2 separate regions of the Rattus norvegicus genome follow, and region 2 is linked to region 1. The links are chromatin contacts, called in public Hi-C maps. All regions are on one chromosome and are shown on one strand. Each heading gives the region's core, a stretch centred on a gene start, on an enhancer-like site or on the middle of the called end of the contact. The rest is flanking DNA. Distances are from core to core; before and after follow the strand shown.

What was found. A called contact is a pair of places that touch in the nucleus more often than the background predicts.
Region 2: a contact with region 1 is called in a Hi-C map of Schwann cells, with 2.4 times the contacts expected there. The contact joins the enhancer-like site here to the promoter of Rap1b in region 1. A contact is called at or near these places in 5 of 12 Hi-C or Micro-C datasets (the A7r5 cell line, Schwann cells, frontal cortex and 2 more).

Annotation. Positions count from the first base shown.
Region 1 is chr7:55,338,465-55,345,077 of GRCr8, forward strand. Rap1b (RAP1B, member of RAS oncogene family) reads right to left here and starts at 3,753. Exons shown (of 8, transcript NM_134346.4): 1 at 3,607-3,753. It also overlaps the pseudogene Sfr1-ps1.
Region 2 is chr7:55,404,477-55,411,089 of GRCr8, forward strand. It overlaps LOC102550659 (a long non-coding RNA gene), which reads left to right. Exons shown (of 3, transcript XR_005486977.2): 2 at 739-970; 3 at 6,350-6,613. Among named protein-coding and RNA genes, the nearest start is that of Tmem186l1, 34 kb to the right of the region's middle. Within about 2 kb of position 3,510, at least 70 of the 93 cell types and tissues checked have an H3K27ac peak or open chromatin away from gene starts, as enhancers often do. A contact at or near this core is called in the A7r5 cell line, Schwann cells, liver and 1 more, where this site is marked.

The sequences.
Region 1 (6,613 bases), core at 2,503-5,002:
GTACCAGAGTATATCTGTGTGTGAGTAAGGGCGCCTGCCTGTGGGTATCTGAGAAGTCCAGAAGAGAGGCTAGTGGATCCCTGGAGTTAGACTTAAAAGTGGTTGTGAAGAAACTGGTATAGGTGTTGGGAACCTAATTCAAGGTGGGAACCCTCTTCAGGAACCATAAGCACTCTTAACCCCTGAGCCATCTCCATCTCCAGCCTTTTAGTCTATTCTTTGTAATTACTGTTCCCAGTAAATTCTTTAGATTTCTAAGGAATTAATTTCAAGACTTTAGTCTTCAAGTGGTAATCAGAACCTTTCAACACCACTGCAAAATATCTACAAGTACTATAAAGATTAGCTTTCAGTATGAGACGGCATAACGCTGCTTGTAGACAGGTGAATAAAAATCGTACTTAGTGTTACAATGCACCGAGCCATCACTAAAGACATTGTTCTTGTTCAAGATAAATAAAACACAAACAAATATAAAAACAACACACACACACACCACATATGAACCAACCAAATCAAACTCACAAAGTATATTTAGTCACAACTAAAAAGCCTTAGAAAATTGAGTTTTTTTCCAGTGAGGTGACTGAACCTACAACTTGGACAAGAGAGGCAAACACTGACCACTGAGCCACATCCCCAGTCAGAGAGATGAGTTTTTACAGACGTTTTAGTGACCACATATGTTATTGCTAAAGAGAAATAGCCTTTGACTATTTAGTGCATAAATACTAAATAACCTAGTTCAGTATTTCAATCTAAGCACTTCAGATCATCGCCCACCCCTTAAAATGTATTTTCTGGGAATGACACATGTAAATCCAGGAGATCTCCTTGATATTCAATTATAAAATGCTAAATGTAAGCTATACTTGGGAGGTGGATGTAAGATCAGCTAAGTTCTCTCAGTTTGTTCTCAAAGGTTAATTTCCTTCCATAACTATGAAGTGCTTAAACAAACAGCAAAGAACCAGGCATGGGCTCTCCATGCCAATCCTAAGACTTCACACTGAAAACAGCAAGCAGAGTTATATCTTATCAATCTCTGCTTGCCCACGAAGGCCTTCAAAGACCTTCACAGACACAGCTCAAGTTATTCATGTATTTATTTACAGACTGGGTTTCATTAGCCCAGGCTAGTCTTGAATATATGGTAATCCTCCTGCTTCAATTTTTTAACTTCTGGGATTACAGCTGCAAAACACCATGCCTGGCACCATCTTAAAAAAAATTCTTTATTTCAACTTGGTAGACCTTATAGGCTTTTTGGTGAGAGGGCTCACTTCCTGTGTATAGATCAAAAGAAAATACTGCAGTTATTATAAATGATCAATGACAAAAATGATCATCTTGTAAAGTGAGAGACTGCCGAAGAAAGTGTATAATTCTTTTTAAAACGATTATACTGTTCTCTTTAGTTTCTGAATTTAAGTCCCAAACATCACTATGTGCCCGGGTAAAATGCTAGTAACTAAGAATACAGTAGAATTCCCGTTCTCATGGTGTTTTCATTTAACTTAACTTTTACCCATTGAGTGTCTATGTAATAGCGACATGCTAGTCTGAGGCATGCAGAAGAAATCTAGTCCATCCTTGGACCTTACAATTTGGTAGAACAGATAAACACACACAACAGTAACAGAAGACAGGAAGTGATACAAGCCACGGAAAGAACAGTGGTGAGAGAGACAGAAAAAGGAGAAAGACGTGTCCATCATCTGGTGCCCCAGATCACAGACTAAAAATTAAGCCGGCTTAGCATCAGGCCCTTCAGCTGTTACTCTGATAGGAGGCACATTACAACCCAAACAACTCTATGTCCTTCTGATTTTCCTTTGCAGCTTCCACAGATAAGGTTGTTGAACTTTGTGTCAAACAAGAAAGTACAAGGGAATATAATGTACTAAGAGATTAAAAGTATGGATCATATCAAACAAGAGTGTCATTCCGGATTCTGTGTCTTTAAGTAAAATTATTTTCTACCCAGAGTATTAACTTCCTCTAACCAAAACCAAGGAATGACACTACCCAGTGGTTATTCCATACCGTTTAGCTAACTAAGGCACTCTTGGAGAAGAGAACATAATGGGACCAATCACCTCTATGAGATGTAATTCATTTAAAAAAAAAAATCACACACATTTTGTCCTGTGGATTGTCCTTTATGGATAGCCTACTGCCTTACAAACCATCAGACTCAGGTAACTGGTTATCTAATCTATTTTAGGCCTTAGTTTCCTCCTCCATGACAGGACAGGGTGGGACTAGATGATTTTAAAGAGTCTCTTTCCGGTCCTTAAAAAGACCCATGGCTCTAGTATGACTGAATACACAGACTTCAAATCAGGTTTTGAGAATGGTAAGAGCTTTAAATTAAAAGAATTTCTCCATTCAATTAAGTTACTTCTTGCTAAGATAAACTCCTTTTAGGCAAGTCTCAACAACGTTCAAATTATACAAAAGAAAACAAAAATGAATTTACAAGCTAGAGGCACTCGGTATATATTAATACACACTGCCAGCAAAGCAAACATTTCAACGAGACTCAATTGATTTTAAAATATTAAAAGTCCAGCCTTCATTGTAATGTCAACTTTCAACTCAGTAAAAAAATGTGAGTTCCTATTACTGTAATAAAGAAGTGCTTGTATTCACACGAGTGGGGAGAGTCGCGGGGCCAAAATATCTTTCTAAAGCATTGGAGGGTGGGAGGGGGCAATCGAAAGGAAAGCAAACCCATCTGCTCAAAACTCTGAAGCGAAGATGTTTCTTCCAAAGGCATCTCCTCCCCCCCCAACTCCGCCCCAAGGAAAATCCCGAGGGCCTAGTTCCCAAATTCACGGCGCTGATAAGTCAGTTTCAGAATCAGACACATCGAGACAGCGAAAAAAGGAGAAGAGGACAAACTTCCTGGATTTTTCTCTCTGCAAGAGAAAAAAGAGATTTCCTCTTGCTGACGAAGGGAAAGGCCCCTTTAACATTTTTTTTTCCTCTGCACGGTGGCGACTGCCAGACTAGGTGGGGCTCGCTCCGCTGCCTTCCTCCTGCCACTTCCCGCAACAAATGAAGCAAGCCAGCCCCGATCCGGGCAAACTTTTTCCCTGTCAGGCTCGAGCCCGCGGGGCGCCGGGGAGTGGTTCCCCCCTCGCAACGCTGCTCCGCCCGGCCCCGGGCCGGGAGAAGCCTGGGTGTCTGCAGAGGACAACTTTCTGGTTTCCGCTCTAACTTCCACCCACCCCGCAGCAGGCGCCCAGGCGGGGAGCGGGGCGCGGCGGGGAAGGCTGCGGGGCCGCGGGCAGGCGGGTGGGGGTTCCTCGGGCGCTCACTTCCTCCGCCATATTTCAGACATTTGACCCCTTCCGCAAAGCGCGCTGCTCCCCCGCCGCGGCCGCGGATCCTCCCCGGCCGCCCGGAGGCGGCGCGCCCGCCGAAGCGAGCGAGGGGCGCGGGGGCCTCCCGCAGCCACCTGCCGCACGCCCGGGCCACCCTCGCCGCCGCGGGGGCCCCCCGGCTGCCCCGCCCGGCCCGCGCCGCACCCCACCGCTCCACTCAGCCGGCGCCCGGCCCCCCGCCAGCCTCGCAGCCACGCATGCACTCCGCGCTAACCTCTCGCGCTGTCACCGGGTCGCCGCCGTCGCCGTCGCCCCGCGTTCCCTTCGGGTTTCAGCTCCCGGCGCCACGGCGGTCTCTGCCGCTGCCGCCGCCGTCGCCGCCGCTCAGGCTGCTTTCCACGCCTGACTCTGGGCGAGGTTTGGCGGTGTCGCCTTGACGTCAGGCGTTCAGCCTCGCTCTCGCTTCCGCCCGCGGGCGGGGCGCGCAGGAGCGCAGCCCGGGAAGGGGCGGTACGGGAGGCGGGTCCTAGCTGAGGGGGCGGGGTCTCGGCGTGCTAGCCTCGCAGTGGGCCTTGCCCGGGCTCTCGCCGGCCCGCTCTGGCCCTGGCCCACCCTTCCCTCCATGCACCTCCGTGCTGCGGTCAGCTTCGCCCCCACTGGCTGACTGTCCGACAGAATCGGTGTCAGCCTCAACGGACCGCATCTGTCTCGACCCCAGCGGATAAGGAAGAGCTCAGGGCTTGGAAACCTCTGAAGCCTTCGCGGGGCCTCCAAGTGCACACAGGAATTCAGTCGCCAACGCCCCCAGACCGTCCGTGTTCGCGTGGTCCTTTGTGCTGGGGAAAGTAGCTGGAGAAGTAACAGAGCAGCAGTTCCCACTCCCAGAGCGCAGTGAAAGAGCCTGCGCGAGGGCAGCTTTTCATTTTTTAAATGGCCTTTCTTTGGGTTTGACAAGTATTTCAGCCTGTGGTTAAGCAGGGCGAGCTGTCCAAATTACCCTGCCAGACACAGTTCGCGAATGAATGATTCCAAAGCATGCTTATGGCCTGTACCTAAATGAACAGTTTATAGAATTAAAATATGTAGTTCATTGAAAAGCACGCCTGGGGCACTTTCGTGACTTTATAGATTACTCATAGGTGTAAGTCTATGATGTGACTCCGAAAAGCACTGTCCAAAAATGGCTTGTTCTAAAGAGCACAAGAATTTACATAGACTTAGATAATTAGAATATTTTCACACCGCCACCTTTAGTATGAGAATCATACTATCAGAGCTTTGTTTTGAAGACTTTGTTTCTGCTCTGATTATGCTCTCTCTTCATTGTGTAGTCCTTCTGGGTGGCCCGACCTTGCTACATTATGTAGACCAGGTTGGCTTTCAACTCAGAGAGATACACCTGCCTCTCCATATGGAGTGCTGGGATTAAAGGCATGAGCTACCACTGCCAGCTATTGAAAAGGTTTTGATGAGCAAAACGACTTGAGAGGGAAGCTTGGACAGAAGTAGGCGATTTAGCTGGCCCTGTAGGGAAATTTTACGAACCCTAGAAGAGAAACGGAGAAGTGACAACTACGTTAACCTGAGCTAAGTGAGCGAATAAGAAAGAATTATAGCTGGGCCTCAGGACACAAGTCTGTAAGAGCTCACCTCTTCTGGAGGTTGAGCATGAGGTGGCCCGTGGCAAATTCTAGGTTGGCTGGTGCCACAGAGTAAGTAAAAGCCAACCTAAATGGGCTTGTGAGATTCTCAAAAAGTAAAAAAAAAAGGGGGGGGGGGTACTAGGGATGTAGCTCAATGGTTCAATGCTTGTCTAACAAGAGTGTAGTAGGTTCAACCTTTAGAACAACAAAAAAAGAAAACAACAACAAAAAAACCCCAAAACCCCACAAAATTAACAGTTGTGTGTACTTCTGCATGCTGTGTACTCGTGTGTAGGCACATAGAAGCCAGAGGTGAACATGTTATTTTCTACCACTCCCCAATTTGTAATTTTGAAACAGGGTCTCTCACTGAACCTCACCAATTTGGCTTGAGTGTCTGGCCACCGATCTCCAGGGAGTCTCCTGTCTCTATCCCCCTATTGCAGGTCACCATTCTGGATTCTTATGTGACTATTGGGGAATGGAAGTGGATGGAACTTGGAACTCCCAGTTCTCCTGCCTGGGTAACAAGCATTTTGCCCCACTGAGCCATCCTCCTACCCCTACAACAGTTTTTGATCACAGTGTTTTCTAACTGTTTTACAGTTTATATTAATTACTTAAGTAAATGAGCTACCTATTTCAATAATTGTTATTTATTATATTTATTAATAATTGTTGTTTATTATATTTATTTATATAATTGTTAAAGGCAAGTTTGAGAATAATCTGTTGGAATTATCAACTATGAATGAATAAATTGAAAATCTGATTATATATATAAAATCTGACTTCAGACACATCAGAAGAGGGCATCAGATCCCATTACAGATGGTTGTGAGCCACCATGTGGTTGCTGGGAATTGAACTCCGGACCTCTGGAAGAGCAGTCAGTGCTCTTAACCACTGAGCCATCTCTCCAGCCCCCTATCTTATCAATTATTGAATCAAAAATTGACAAGTCTGAAAGACTGACATTTTAAGCAAGAGTACTGATTAACCATGGGTTGTTTTGTCTTTATTTTTTCTCTGTTTTTGTTGTTTTTAAACACTTTGACATTTGGCTGATTGCTTTTTTCCTTTGAGAGAAGAGTGAAGCCAGAATTTGTAGAGTTGTTTAAGCTAATGCACTTTTATCATCTCTGTAGGCTGATAACCATTGCAGCGTGTAATAAATCGGGATCGGTGCATAGAGAACTGTAGGATTCTGCATCTTGTAGCCCTGGACTCACTTTGGAATTTGAACCCTTTGTCCTATTTACCTGACAGACCAGGATAACTTCCACAGGCAGCTTTCAGTTTAACTTGTGTGCAAACCAAACTCATTACCATTGTCACCAAACCTGTTTTCTCTCCCTTTCCTTTGCTAATTGTATCACCTTCTTTTAAATTGCCCACTCTTCCAGACTGTCACCCTCCCCTATCCCCCCATCCCTACTCCCACTCTCATGGTCCCTCAACTGCTGTATCTATGAGCCGCAGTTGGACAAAGTCTTCCAGGCTCCTCTTGATACAACTTGGCTCCTGAAACTTTGCCGCCTGGTAGCTTCCAGCTGCCTACTGTGACCCATTTTACACATTGTTGCTAGATAAATTATCTTAAAGTCCGCCCAGTAAGTCACTCCCTTCCTTAAGAGT
Region 2 (6,613 bases), core at 2,260-4,759, 66 kb after region 1:
TCTTAAGATAACTTGTAGCTACTACTCACAGAATTTGCTACTTACAGAGTGGAGGTAGGAGCAAAAGTTACTTCAATTGTTTTGACCAGAGCAACCAGGAGTGGAATTACTGTTGGTAGGGAAGGGAAAGACAGCCAGAGTAAGTAGCTTGAAGTGAGTGACGCACTCTGTACCAGTCTTATTTCAGATGTCTTTTCCACAGCTGTGTAGTAGGCCTGGCCCACTGGGTAGGTAAACAGTTGGACGTGTTACTTGGGAACTGAGGAAGCATCTACATTTGAGTTACAGATTTTAGAATTGCTAGCATTACGAGTGATATTGACAGCCACACACTCAGACGAGATCATCAAGGAGAAGAGAACAGGTCAAGAAAGACAAACTTTATGATATTACAATGGCTGGGCATGGAATTATTAAAAAGGAAACCATTCGACAGGTATGGTGTTATATGTTTGTAACCCCAGCATTTGGGACTCCGAGGCAGGAGGAATTAGAGGTCAGGCTGGCCTAGAGCTGTATGCTGAGTTCCAGACCAGCCTGGAATATAGAGTGAGATACCATGACAACGCCTAAAACCCAGTGCCCAGTGGAGGGCTAACCTGGGGGACAGCATGCAGGGGAGGAACATCCAATGTCACAGCAAGTGTGGGCAGAGGCAATGGAGGGGGCCTAGGGCTGTGGTTGATGCTGCCTTGGGAGTGTTTCACAGGTCTTTTCTGACTGCTTGCTGTTTCTCAGAAAAACATTGAGACCCCAGGAGCCAAGAAGGACAATGGAAAAGCCATTTGGAACCTGAAGAAAAGCAAGAACAGCCTATAAAGGAGATAGCCTAAAAGGAGGATATGAAGACTTCCATTTGTACTACCATAGCAGCTTCAGCTTTTAAAAGTGCCTCTCAAGTCTCTCCATGACTCTCTTTCCCACGGCTGGTCAGGCCCTATCCACATCTCTCTTTGCGTCATCCGTATGGGTATGTTCATGTAGTGCGGTGCCGAGGGGCAGGGATGCACAATCAGACTCTTAGAACTTAAATCTTAGTTTCATGACTCAATGCATCTTCTGGCCTGGGAAGATTATTTAACTTTCCTGCCTCACTTTTCTCATCTGCAAAAGAGAACCAGTAATTGTCCTTGCTTGCTGTGGGTGTCCTGGAGATTATGTAAGGTAATGTGTGTGAAGCAAACAGTAATTATTGGAGTTATTTTTATTACCGTCACCCTCTTCATCCTCCATCGTGAGGACATACGCTTCCCAAGGGAGAGGGCGATTTTATTCATCTTGCGGGCCTCGTGAGCCCTTGCATAAAGTAGGTATCTAATAAGTGTGTCAAGGAATAAGAATCCAAATGTGTGAATTCTCAGTGCACTGCACATGGCCAGGGGACTTCTTGGCAAATCATCTATTCTTGAAAAGCTGGGGACTCGGCACGCACTCTTTGAAGGCATTGTCAAGTGTCAGGTAGGTGTTTTGAATGGTCCACTACCCTAAAAATAAACCCACAGTGTAGCTTTCAAAAGCATATTCTACACACCCAAATGCCACTCTTTTTTTTTGATCATGGCACTCGCTAGATTGGATCACACTGTTCTAAGATCTTCCCAGGGAGCCTGCGTTTATGAGGCTGGCAGGGGACCTGGATGCATGAGGAGATTCACAGCTGTGGAAGTCAGATGATTGAAATTCTGAACCGGCGAGAAATCCATCATTCCAGGTCCTTCTGTATCACATTCTGGTAACTTGCTTTTTCAATGCCCTGGTCAAGCAGAGACACAGAAAAAAATGAGTGAGGCAACTCATTCCTATGATTATTTTAGGAAAGCCTTGTGAACAGACTGGGCACTTGCTAAGTCTAACTGCTTTAAAAAATAGTATAGTAAGGACTAGTGTTGTAGTTCAGTGACAGGACAGGTTTAAAACAGAGTTCAGCCAGGCAGTGGTGACTCATGCCTTTGATTCCTGCTTGGGTGGCTGAGGCAGGCTGATCTCTGAGTTTGAGGCTAGCCTAGGCTTCAAAGCAAGTTCCAGGATAGCCTTGGCTGCCTAGAGAAACCCTGTCTTAAAACAATCAGAATCAAACCAAACCAACCAAATATAAAAACCAACAACCTGAGTTTGTGGTCAACCGCAACAATAGTAACAACAACAAGAACATGTTGTATGGCTTTTCCATGGGAACAAGCTGGTTCTGACTGTAGAAGACAGTGGAAGTGACTTAGGGTTGACAGATCATCCCTTTGGAGAAGTATTTCCTTTTACAGAGACAGCAGAAATGCCCACGTTATTAATAACCACCGTGATGGGAAAACACAACGAATCAGGGAAATAGATAGCGGAGTTAGGCTTGACCATGGACACATGGGGCACACGAACTTATTCTAAGGGAAGCTGGAACAATTATGTAGAAATATCTGAATAATAACCATACTCCCCAAATTATGTGGAAATTATGCCCCTTTCAAGAAATAGTCTACATACTCATTACCAACTGAGCCAAGGAACATGTAATACTAGGGACATAATATCTCCACAAAACACTTTCAGAATAGAGAGAGAGAGAGAGAGAGAGAGAGAGAGAGAGAGAGAGAGAGAGAGAGAGAGAGAGAGAGAACTTTCCTTTACTCACATTCGGTTGTGAAATTCATTATGTCACAGAAATAAAATATCTCAGAGGCACTGGCTCCTGCCGTTAAGTAAACTAACCTACACTTAGAAACAATTTTGTGGCTTCCAGATAAATGTATTTCCTTCAGAAAAGCACTTCTCACAGCCAAGCCTAAGTGACAGAGCAGTGGCTGTTTCTAACGAAAAGTGTTAAGGAATTCGTGATGTCATCTCATGTGTGCAGATCCCTCAGTTGAGAGAGGACCAGAGGACAGAGAGCCGGCACAAACGAAGGGCGAAGGGCGTGTACCTGATTCACCCCGCCCTGGGTCGCAGTTTGCAGCGACCACAGTGGGTGTCTAGAAAATAAAAGGGAGTGTCCTGTTTTATATAACTTGGCTTTGGAAGCTCTGATGACAAGTAGCTCCTCTCTAAAGCTCCCCTTAGGAAACAACACGGAAAACCAGTTGTTAGTCGTCCGCCCCCGCCCTCGGCCCCCCATCCCCCCCCCCCCCCCGCGCGCCTGGCACTTCTGCCTGTGGTTCCCCTTTGTTTTTAAATTATTTTATTTTTGGTAAAAGTTAGGCTTCCCGAGCTCTAAAATACATGGAAACCTCCTTCTGTCTATTCAAGCGTTGGAAGCTGCTCTAACATTTAAAAAAAAATCGTGATTAAATTGGAGCATCGTATGCGATAAGGCCGAGGAATGTTATTTTATTAAAGTTGGCACCAGAATTCTTCTCAGAATGGGAAATTTATTTACTTTGAAAAATACCCCGAGAGCTTGGAGAGCAGGAGAGAGCTCCTGAGGGTTTGGGGTGTGGGCGGAATGTTTCTGAGACAAAGGCAGCGATTTGGCAGGAACTTCAAGCGCGTGGGGCCGGGGAGGAGGAAAGGGCTGAGCCAATGGGAGGACGGGCCCGGCCCGCAGCCCCGCAGCCCCTCAGTCCCTCTGTCCTTCTCCACCCTCCAGTGACCCAACTCCCAAAATATTTGGTGCAAGTCAGTTGTTTTGCTGTTGTTAGAGAGCCTAGGGCAGGCCTGTGTATCAGCTGAGTGGATCCGAGGTGAGATGGGTGGACCAGAGTGGAAGGCAGGAGACAGTCCCAGGTTAGAGATCAGCAGTGAGGGACAGTTCAGAGGGTGGGGTCCCAGATCTGAATTCCAGGGCTTTCTGAAACGGATGGGGCTGGAAAGGCTCTTGGTTAAAGCATCCACTTTCTGGACAGAGTCACTGCTGTGTGTGTGGGTGGGAAGCTTCCTGGTACAGAGTCACATGTTGCCTCACTGTGAGGGACGTGGAAACAAGACTCCACAAACACCAGACGTCATGGCTGTTTTTACAATCTTTGAAATTGGTCAGACTCCAATATGTTAATTTAAAAAGGTGGTTGGTTAGGGAATGAATCTTTAGCGGGATCACGAAGGAACGTTAAGATTCTAAATTTACATCTTGTAAAGACCCAGGGACACCGAATTTTCAAAACGAATCGAAAAATCTTTGAGAATAGGTATAACTGCGGAGTCCAAACAACACCTAATGTTTCCCAAAGGATTCTTGACTATCAGGGAAGCTAGGGCGAAAGAGAGGGTAAGTCTGCATACTAGACTTTTCACGTATTCGTTTCTATGCTGGGACCAAATCTGGAAACTAAGGGATGATGACTGGAGGTATATTTGACCATGTCGGATTTGGGGCAAACAAAAAGACACATACATACATACATACATACATACATACATACATACATACATACATACATACATATCCCAGCCCATCCATCCATCCATCCATCCATCCATCCATCCATCCATCCATCCATCCATCCGTCATCCATCCATCTATCTATTTATCTATCTATCTTTATATATCACCGGTGAGAAAGATTCGACGTGCGATAGACTTTTCTTCAGACTGGAATTCTCTGACCTAAAGTTTTAGCTTCACTCCTCCTGCAAGCCTTCCGTTATTTATTTATACATTCCTACCCGTGTATCACCTTTTGGTTTTTCTTTCCAAAAGTGATTACCATTTGAAATGATGAAGAGATCCTATTCAGGATTAAAAAAAAAACACCAACAAAACAAAACAAACAAGAGGTCTATACGCTGCCAGCCATTGCGGTCTGAGGCCAGGGAAGCCGGCTGTCACTCTTCATTGTGGCTTACCTAGCCGTGTGATATGCCTGGCATGTAATCGGAGTTCAACAAATATTTGTTGAATCAGTGAATGAATTTCATTCCACATCTGATCCGTAGAGATTACCAAAATCCTCACAGACCACCGGGAGTCTAGCAGTATGTTGCTTTTCTAAGGGACACACAAACTAAAGGGTTCTAGGCTGGTATTTTAGGCTAATTCCTTTTTATTATCAGCCTAATCTTGGATCATGTAAATGGTGATCGCACTATATCCGTCAGGATACTTTGCAAGGAAAAGGTTCAGTCATAGCTTATCCCCACTCAGAGTGAATCTAGAGATTCAATTAAATGATACCCCACTAGAGCTCAATTCTAATATAGACAGAGGAATGTTTTGGTGTTCAATGTTTGTCTTAGGTTAATAGCATTGTTAGATTGTATTAATGGGTTATTAACAGGATGACTTTACTTCCCAACTTGAGAAAAAAGTCAGTTGAGGAGTTATATCTATTGATATGATTTAGCAAAATTTCAGTTATCTGAGAATATAATTATATATATAATATGAACAAGGAATGTCTGGGAATATATGTAAATGTATGTAAAACAAGAACAAATAGCAATGCTTTTTGGCACCAGAGTTTGGATAATTAAAGAAGGTATTTTAGGGGTTGGGGATTTAGCTCAGTGGTAGAGCGCTTGCCTAGGAAGCGCAAGGCCCTGGGTTCGGTCCCCAGCTCTGAAAAAAAGAACCAAAAAAAAACCCCCCACCCCAAAAAAATAAAGAAGGTATTTTAGGATGACTACAAATCCAGTGTTTTGGTGCTGTGGGATTTATTTTTTATTTTGCATCTTATTGGCTTTTTTTTTGGATGATGCTATTTGTCTATTTCTTTATAAGAGCCTGGATTTAACTAATTAATTAATTATTTTTGATATATAGATCAGGTTAGCCTTTGACTATTCTGTGTAGCCTGTGATGACCTTCAATTCCTGCCTCCCAAGGAGGATTAGGTGTGAACTACTATGCCTTGCTTTATACAGTCAGATTTTTTATATATATATATTAAATTATTAAGTTTAGGCTGTATATGTTGTATGAGGAAAAAAACCAGGAACATGGCAAATTAAAAAGAAAGTCACAGAAATAAAAAAAGATTTCTCTTTTGGATTTGGTATGTGTGTGTGTGTGTGTGTGTGTGTGTATTTATCAGCCATGTATATATCAGATATATAGCAACCAGAAAACATTTATATATATATATATGTATATATATATATAATCTTTAAATATAAAAAGGCGAGAGTATTAGTTGTTCTGTGAGGATTGGGGTATAGCTTGGCTGGCTGTTTCTGTTGGGAGGAGTCTGCTACAAAGCCACAGTCATGCTAAAACGATCTGCAAGCTTTATGGGCAGGTTCGGGGGAATCCACCTTCAACATGTCGACCTGGCCTACCAGCATCAGTGAGGTTGTGGTAGGAAGGCTTGGTTCTTTACCGTGTGTACCCCTCCTAACAGCCGTGAGCAAGCAACCTAAGGTGCAAAGGGAAGCTGAAATGTATCTTGTGACCTGACCTTGAAAATAACACAATCATCTCTTCCAGGTGAAGGGAAGGAAGGGGCGACCCCAGGATACACACAGGCGCCACACAGGGGAATCATCAGGAGTCGTCTTGCCACTAATCACTCTTGGGGCCCTTTGGGTTGGGTTGTCTTGGCCAGCCTGCATGTGATGGGTTTTGTTTATCTTACTATATTGTATTTTGTCAATACAAAAATAAGGTAGAACAGAAAAAGTCACTGTTAGTGAATTTTGAGTTGATTAGCGATGTGCACTAAAAGTATTTTGAAAATTATAAGGTGATCAC